Regions from separate parts of the Mus musculus genome. Here all the other regions are linked to region 2. The links are chromatin contacts, called in public targeted proximity ligation maps. All regions are on one chromosome and are shown on one strand. The core of a region is the stretch at or near the end of the contact, and the rest is flanking DNA. Distances in the headings are between cores, read along the strand shown.

The links.
Region 1: a contact with region 2 is called in a targeted proximity ligation map of CD8 T cells, with 6 read pairs. A contact is called at or near these places in 2 of 484 Hi-C or Micro-C datasets (the AML12 cell line and T follicular helper cells) and 5 of 130 datasets of targeted methods (the 230-238 cell line, CD8 T cells and the NIH/3T3 cell line).
Region 3: a targeted proximity ligation map of microglia shows a contact between it and region 2, with 4 times the contacts expected there. A contact is called at or near these places in 4 of 130 datasets of targeted methods (the 230-238 cell line, CD8 T cells and microglia).

What each region holds. Positions count from the first base shown.
Region 1 is chr19:33,080,043-33,082,939 of GRCm38.p6, reverse strand. No RefSeq gene overlaps it. Among named protein-coding and RNA genes, the nearest start is that of Gm29863, 4.3 kb to the left of the region's middle.
Region 2 is chr19:32,938,485-32,941,381 of GRCm38.p6, reverse strand. It overlaps Gm36774 (a long non-coding RNA gene), which reads right to left. Exons shown (of 5, transcript XR_001782638.2): 5 at 1,983-2,755. Among named protein-coding and RNA genes, the nearest start is that of Gm36774, 9.6 kb to the right of the region's middle.
Region 3 is chr19:32,787,266-32,790,138 of GRCm38.p6, reverse strand. All of the region lies in intron 2 of Pten (phosphatase and tensin homolog), which reads right to left. Among named protein-coding and RNA genes, the nearest start is that of Pten, 31 kb to the right of the region's middle.

The DNA.
Region 1 (2,897 bases), core at 25-2,524, 140 kb before region 2:
AAGCTGACAAGAGTTGTATAAATTCTTTGTTTATAATTAGATCTCATTCCCCAAATATCTCATAGATATATATAGATATATATCTTCTACATACATATAAAATTTACAGTTCAGATATTTGTATATATGTACAAATTCTGTCAACTTTTAAAAATGAAGTCCAAATCATTTGGCCAGTCCCAACCATTATGGATAGATGATTTTTAGTCTTTACTAATAATATTAGGATATCATTTATTTCTTATTAGAAACCTTTGAAATGACTCCAGTGGGTATCAAAATGGTGCTGCCAAATAGCCATGGCTGAGTGGAGGTCAGCTTGTCTCTAAGAATGAGCAGGGTTCTTGTAACTAGAGAGGCTAACTCAGGGCTGAGAGATACATTTGTGAACAGAGCTGATGGACGCTTCTTGACACTAGACGTAATGAATTTATGTTTTTAGTCCACTTAAGCTGGAGTACTCTTCACTTTTGTCCAGAGTGTTCTCATGCAGTTCCATTAACGGAAATTGCTAGGTCAAAAGAAGGTCTGTTTCTCAGAGAGGATGAATTCATATTCATTTTTAAAACACGAGCATAAACTCAGTAAAAGAAAGTTTAATCCTAGATCTGGAGAAAGTGATGGACAGGTGGGTTAGCTGAGCATTGGGGCACTGGATGCTCGCACTGAAGCTTAAGGGAAAGAGCACACGGAGAGATGCGAGGATAGCCTGGGCCACCTGGCTAGCTCTATTAGCCAGGAAGAAAAGCAAGAGACGTTAGTGAGGGATGCTGGGGAAAGAAGCATAAAGGGACGGAGGCAGGCTTCCAATGCCTTGGTCAGCTTCTCCCCGTAACCGATGCTCTTCTGAGTAGAGCAGTTGACTTTGGCTCATTGTGTACGAGGTTTCAGGCTGGGATCAGTTGACTCTGTCGGCCGCCACCATGCCTGCTACATCAAGGTGGAGTAAAACCATCAAACCCATGGCCAGAGAGAGAAAAAACAAAAAGGGAAGAAAATCCCTTAAAGGCCTGAAGCCTTCCACCTGCACCTCTCAGAAGTTCCACCATCTTCTTATAGCATAAAGGCTGGATACCAAGCCATTCATGGGTGAGCCTTGAGGTGACACCTATCCAACACAGCACAGACCAAGAAGGCAATTCAGAGAGATCAATGATAGCATGTGGGTCAGGTTTTACAAAGGAACCAAAACTGAAGGAGCAGAGATAACAGGGCTAGATAACCAACCACCAGGACACCGTGATACAAGACAAAAATGAAACCAAAGGCACTTTCAGGTGGTAACAAGAGCTCTGTTCTAAAAATAGGCAAGCTGACAGGAAGGTAAGTGACATGGAGAGTGGCTCAAAGGAGTGTAGTTGAATTAAGTAAGGCTCTATCACTAATGCCGATCATTCGTCCTCCAGTTAAGAGGCAGATGCCATTTCTCAAGGCCCTTACATTTGAGGAGGGGCCATGCTGCTGTTCAGTTATAAGTCTGAAGTTTTCTGGACCAAAGTGGTGAAAAGCCTGCACTTTGATCTTTAATCTCTTCTTTCTCTCTGTTTCTTCTTCCTCTCTCCTTCTTCTCCTCCATTGTTCATCCCCCTTTTCTCCCTGACTTCTTTCTTCTCTTCTTCCTCCTCTTCTTCTTCTTCCTCCTCCTCCGCCCTAACCCCCACAATGGTTCAGGAGGAGATCCTCCACTTAGATGAGAAAAGCAAAAGATTGAAACATATGCACAGAACAGATAAATATTGTCCATTGAACATATCATGAGATGTAAAAATCATTTGTTATTACAGCATAACTTAGTTCTACCCTTGCTAGCAAACATCAAAGCTAGGGACATAGCAAAAGAGAGTAGCAGGGTTAAGAAAAAAATATTTTTCCATTCTATACTTAATTTTACAAAATGGAAAGACCCAGTGTGGAAGAAAGTCTCTAAGATAATAAAACAATTGTGTGTGTGTGTGTGTGTGTGTGTGTGTGTGTGTGTGTGTGTGTGTACATGCATGCATGTGGTGGCCAGAGGTCAATCTCAAGTGTCATTCCTCAAGAGCCATCCACCTGGTTCTTGAGACAATGTCCCTCAATAGATCTGAGGCTCCATTAGACTAGAGCAGCTGCTCACCAAGCCCTGGGGATTAGTCCGCCTCTGCCTCCCCAGCACTGGCCTCTCAAGTGCTCACCACCACACCTAGCTTTTTTTATGGGTGCTGGGGTTTGAACTCAGGACCTCATGCTTGCACACCAAGAACTTTACCAACTGACTTGTCGCCCTAACCCTGATAAAGCAATGTCCCATAGAAAGTAGACTACATGACAAAAGTCTCTGCTTTTCTTCTTCTAAGGGAGAAATAAAAATCCAGAAAGAATGCTCAAGAGTTTAAGTCAGAGAGGTAGGTGGTGGAAGTGTATGGTTACAGTGCAGGTACTTCCTTCCTAAGAGAAGGGAAGGGTAGGACTGGGAGTTCTTCATGTGGGGCAATTTCAAGGTATGTTGAGCATCCATGCCTGAAATTAAATACATTTGCAGTGACCACCTTTGTAGGTTGGCTTGCTGGCAGCTAGCCAGCTGGGATGACTGGCAAAAGACAGATCCAAAGTGCATTTAACTTCTCTTGTTATTTAAAAAGTAGACCCTTACCCAGAAATGGTTAAGCTGAGTCCTGTCCTCAGTCCTAGCCCTTCTCTTCCTCCCACAGTTTGCCTATGTCCTGTAACTAAATTAGTTATTCTATTTACAGGCCAGTGCTGATCCCCTGACAGAACAAGATGTGCTGTGCTCTCTCTGCAGTGCACTCCTGGTGAACTTTAAGCCACACATCTGTTGCAGAGAAAGAGCTTGTATTCCCCAGTGGCCAACTTTAGCTGAGAGTTCGGGGTCCATCTCCACTGGGGCATATTTTTATTAG
Region 2 (2,897 bases), core at 277-2,776:
GAAAAGTTACAGTTTTAGGGCATATCCAGAGAGCTGGGGTTTTGGGGTTTTTTTTTGTTTTTTTTTTTTTTGGTTTTTTTTTGGTTTTTTTCCTTGCATTTCTTTTTGCCACCAAAATGTTGGCATATTTCATCTCAGTTCTCGTGCTTCTCGAAATCTCAGTTTCTATGAAAAGAAAAGAGGGCAGACTTGAAAACTATGGTGCCACTGTCCCCAACAGGTTGGCCCATCAAACAGACACATTTAAAAACCAGGACAGCCTGGACCTCTGGCCGTGGACACATCCCATCTCTCTGGGTCACATGACCATTCCCCGTAAGAGGCTACTCTACACCACTGGAGACCCACCTGGGAGTAGAAATGGCAAATATTGTCAACATCAGACGTTTTGGGCCACTTGGGTCAGTAAATGTGACAAATACAGAGTAGAGATCATGTTCCCAGAAAAGATTTCACTGTCTGCCTTGAAATACAGCTGACAGGATTATTTATTGCCACTGTGAAATTTCTCAGGAAGGCTCTCACCCTCTAGCATTCCTAGAAAAACGCTGTCCCGAGTGGGTCTCCCGCATCCCCTCTGATCAGCTGCCCCGAGATGGCCTTTAAGGACTGCATACGATTAGGACCGAAGAACCATCATTTAATAATCTTTAAAATCTGACTATGACTGAAGATCTTTCCAGCTGGAATCATGGCGTTTCTAAAACCATCCTCCCTTGGATGGGAAACTTTTCACAAAGTGGACACCAACTCCAGGGGTCATATGAATATCAGACTTCACTGCTCTTCAGACTTAAGTGTGTTTGTCAGTGAGCTTGGACATATACATGTTACGGTGTGCGTGCGTGTAGGGGTCAGAAAACAAACTCACCTTTCTATCTTGATTAAGGCAGCGACTCTTCAGTGGCCAGCACTGCACATAGCAGTACAGCTGGCCCATGAGCTTCTGGGGATCCTCCTGCCTCTGACTTCGGCACAACAACACTAGGATGACAGACCCATGCTCCCAAACCCAGCGTTACATGGATTCTGGGATTCTAAATGACATTCTTACCGTTGAGCAGCAAGCATTTACTGAAAGAATCATCTCACTGGCCCACCCTTTATTTTTATAACCAACCCTTGCATAGAAAGATCCAAAATTAAAAGCGGCAGTCCTGGATACCACCATGAACACAGAATTCTCTCTCACACACACATACCACATTTCTTCACGTTAAATGGAGCTACTGCAACATTTCAGTCCATATGTAGGTATCAAGGGCTACCCTAGATGCAAGGACAGCCCTCGGCACAATGGTCCAGCACACGGGAGGCACTCGGTAAGCCCATGCTGTGGCCACCAGCCCCCCTTCTCTCCAGCAAACAGGACTCTGGGAAGAATCACTGAAGGACAAACTCAGAAATTCTTGGAACTATTGCCAAACAGAGAATAACAAGAGCCGCTGTGGGTTCAGGCTATTCTGAGAAGCCACACTTGGTCCAAGTGGGTAAGCCAGGCATAAAGCCTGGGTCTGGGCTCTGAGACCTAGCACAGGAACTGAAAGCTACAGCTGTCAGAGGCATGTCTGCTTCCTGTCTCTGTCTACCATGTCTCTCGGGCTGATTATATCCTTTTAATTTGTTTTTTAATTGAAACAGAATTACACCACTTCCCCATCCCTTTACCTCCTCCAACTCCTCCCACGTACCCCCTTCCAGCTGTCCCCATGCCCACCCCTCACTCTCAAGTTGATAGCCTCTATCTCTTTGATTAGTGTGTGTGTGTATGTGTACATGTGTGTATGTGTATCTGTTTACATGAATATATATAAATAAAATCTGTGTTTCTTATCTGTGTGTATATGGTTTCAAAGCTGATTACTTTGCTTAGGACAATAAATAAGGTGGCTCCTCTCTGAGAAAAGCTAAGTCTTCCTCTTTCAGCAGTCACTGCTCCTTTGTCTAGGGTTACGACCCCATGAAATTTCCCTCTTCCACCTTTGGATATTTATTTATTTACATTTCAAGTGTTATCCCCTTTCCCAGTTTCCCTTCCACAAACCCCCTATCCCATCCCCCCTCCCCCTGCTTCTGAGAGGGAACTCCCCCATGCACCCACACATTCCCACCTCACCACCCTCACATTCCCCTACACTGGGGCGTTGAGCCTTCAGAGAACCAAGGGCCTCTCCTCCCATTGATGCCCAACAAGACCATCCTCTGCTACATATGCAGCTGGAGCCATGGGTCCCTCCATGTGTACTCTTTGGTTGATGGTTAAGTCCCTGAGAGCTCTGGGGGGTGTGGGGGTCTGGTTGGTTGATATTGTTATTCTTCCTATGGGGTTGCAAACTCCTTCAGCTCCTTCGGTCCTTTACCTAACTCCTCCATTGGGGTCCCCGCGCTCAGTCCAACGGTTGGCTGTGAGCATTTTGTTACCATTGGTAGTGCCATGTTTCACGTCTGGTTCATACATCCATTTCTAGAAAATACTGATCTGAGGAAACTTTCCTAGTGTTCTGGCTCTTAAAATTTCTCCTGCTCCTCTTCCACAATATTCCTTGAGCCATAGATTAAGAGCCGTGATGTAGATGTAGCCATTAGGGCCTGGGCTCCCCGGGATCGAATTGTGTTCCATTGTGATTTTCTAGGCTGCTTTGATGAGCGGTGGTAGCTACACTGATCCAGGAAAGGTTGCTCATGCACAAAGAGATTGCAGCTTCTACTCTCCTACCAGATATGAGTAAAGATGAGTCCATGTGTGAAGCCAGACCTGTGGAAGGAAGGGTGATGTTAGATTCTGTCAGACCATGGGACTGGAGATGCCATTCTAGATAAGGGAGTTCATGGAGGCAACCACTGAGGGAACGAGATTCAGAGTGGGCTTTGGAGAATGAGTAAGAGTTACATGTGTG
Region 3 (2,873 bases), core at 264-2,763, 150 kb after region 2:
GCCCACTAAGTGACATGTGCCATGCATGTTACCACCGCACACATGTAAACACAGCCAGGTCTATAGAACTGAGTTTGAAGTCAGCTGGGATTAGAGTTGGACACCATCTCAAAACAGCAATCACAGTAACAATGCTATGGACTTGGTAGGATTCTCTAGAATTCTCTTTTGTAATGAACAAATTATTCAGGAAAAAACACTTAGCTGCAGAGAGCTCACAAAGCTCCATTTTAAAACACGGTCATCACAATGGCAGAAGGAGTGCTCAGAGATGAAATCAGAACAGCACAAAGTGGTGTATAAGAAGGAACACAAAAACAGTATCAACTAAAGGTTGGAGTGGAGCAACAGAACAAAAAGAAACTAGAATTCCATACGCTTGACTGGTGTATAATGCTGGAAACAGGAAAAAGGCAGGGAGCCCTAAACCTTTCACTTCTCTATTCTCTGTCCAAAAGAAAAATGCCGAGTCAGTAGTAGGAGATATATTAACAATTCCTCATAAGTTAAATCTTTTCTACTTGATAATTTAAGCAAAGCTGCTTCTTGATTATTTAAGAGCTAGCAATAGAAAATATAGTAATTATATACAACAATAAAGCAGAGTTAGCAATCAGTTATTCTGAGCAAAATATAACCCATCAATTTCTTTAGTCAACATTTATCTGAATCTAAGGGCACAGAAGGGATTTATAAAGGCTATATTATAAAGGCATAAAGAAAGGACTTATAAAGCATTATAAAGCTGTGTCTACAAAAGGAATCAAAGCAGTTTAAACAATTTAAAAGAAAACTCAGTTGAAAAGAAAGTCAACACAAAGTAAACACCACGTATGCACACAATGCCCCACAGAAGTTAACTGTCCGAAGCTTTGGAAGCTAGAAAGTCCAAGAACACCCAAACAAACAAACAAAGACCACGGCTTCTTATATGTAAACACAGCTACAAATTTCTGAAAGGGGGATGAAGTATAAAAATTTCATAAGGAAATTGTGCCACCCTTATGTCAACCAGTTAGCAAACACTGAGATCAGAGGCAGGTATTTCTTTTCTCTTTCCCTTGTTGTGAGACACTCACTCCTACAGAGTGGGCAGCAAGGTACAAGAGAACAGTAGATTCTTCAAAGATCTCACTGGAAGACCTGGGAATTCACAGACAGCAACCAGGATGTAGGACCATGCATTGGTGTCTAAGCAGACTGTAGCCCCTACACCACGTTTCCTAAACTTCTGCTTTCCACAATGGGAACTTCCTCCAGAGCATTATTCCTTTCTGGTAAAGACATTTTATGTCATTTGCAACTAAAAACTCATAATTCTTTCAAGAGTCTTTCCTACCGTGTGTTTACCTTAGGCTTAGGGAAATCCTATCTGTGTGCCCCTTAACAGTTGAACATTCTGATTTCTTAGCTAGCATGTGAGCAACAGCAAGTCTAACAGAAGAAAGCAGCCCTTTAATGGGTACAGTACATCATTCCATCATTTGAAGGGGTGGGGGGATAACTGTCTCAAAGAGAACTGATTACTTAGGGACACATTCCGCACTTCCCCCACTGTTCTCTCAGTCTGACACATAGAAAGACAAGTGAGGAAAGACAAGTGAAACAGCACATTCCAAAGAGAAATGGGCAAACTTGCCTACAGAGATGTATTTAGATAGTAGAGGCTAAAATATTAGACAGCAGTGAGAGGCAATGCTCCCTAACCCTGCACGACCTAAGACACCTCCTAGAACTGCATCTTCCTTGAAGGAACTGACTGCACATCGCCCTCACCACTCTCACCCTCCTATCCCTGTTGAGCCTCCTTTCCAACTGTGGTGTGTCTGTGTGTCTGTCTCACATCGCCCTCACCACTCTCACCCTCCTATCCCTGTTGAGCCTCCTTTCCAACTGTGGTGTGTCTGTGTGTCTGTCTCACATCGCCTCACCACTCTCACCCTCCTATCCCTGTTGAGCCTCCTTTCCAACTGTGCTGTGTCTGTGTGTCTGTCTCACTGAGATAAACTGAGGCTGATGTATGAGCATGAAAGATTTCTTAGGAAATAAATCTAGATAAGCCACAATAGTGAATTTTAAATTTATTTTATATAAACATGTATTTCAAATGCTAGAAAGTATTACCAAAAATCCACAACAAAACAACAAAAACAAATCTTAAAAAACCCCACAAAACAGAAACAAAGAAACCAAAGTAGTTCAAGAGGACAGAGAAGCAGCCCCAGAAGCCAGCCCTGACCACCGACTGCACTTGCGGAACCTTTCCCAGGGAATCTAGGCAAACGCTGACACTTTCAGTGAGTCAGCTCTGACAGAAAATGAAGGTTAACTTAAACAATTTTAGGTGTGTGTGTGTGTGTGTGTGTGTGTGTGTGTGTCATGGGAACAACAGGTATTTCTCTATGACTTTGCAACTAGTCTGTTTTTGAGAACGGTTCCCTCACTGAACACGGAGCTAGTTATTTTGGCTAAGCTAACTGGCCAGCAAGCCCCCAGGATAGTCTTCTCTGCCTGCTTCCTGTCACAGAGGTCGCAGAAACATGCTGAGCAAGCTGGCTTTTGTATGAGTTCTAAGAATGGGAACTCAGTGAGACTAGGCCGGGGCCTAGCAAACACAGAAGTGGATGCTCACAGTCAGCTACTGGATGGAGCACAGGGCCCCCAATGGAGGAGCCAGAGAAAGTATCCAAGGAGCTAAAGGGATCTGCAACCCTGTAGGTGCAACATTATGAACTAACCAGTACCCTGGAGCTCTTGACTCTAGCTGCATATGTATCAAAAGATGGCCTAGTCAGCCATCACTGGAAAGAGAGGCCCATTGGACACGCAAACTTTATATGCCCCAGTACAGGGGAACGCCAGGGCCAAAAAAA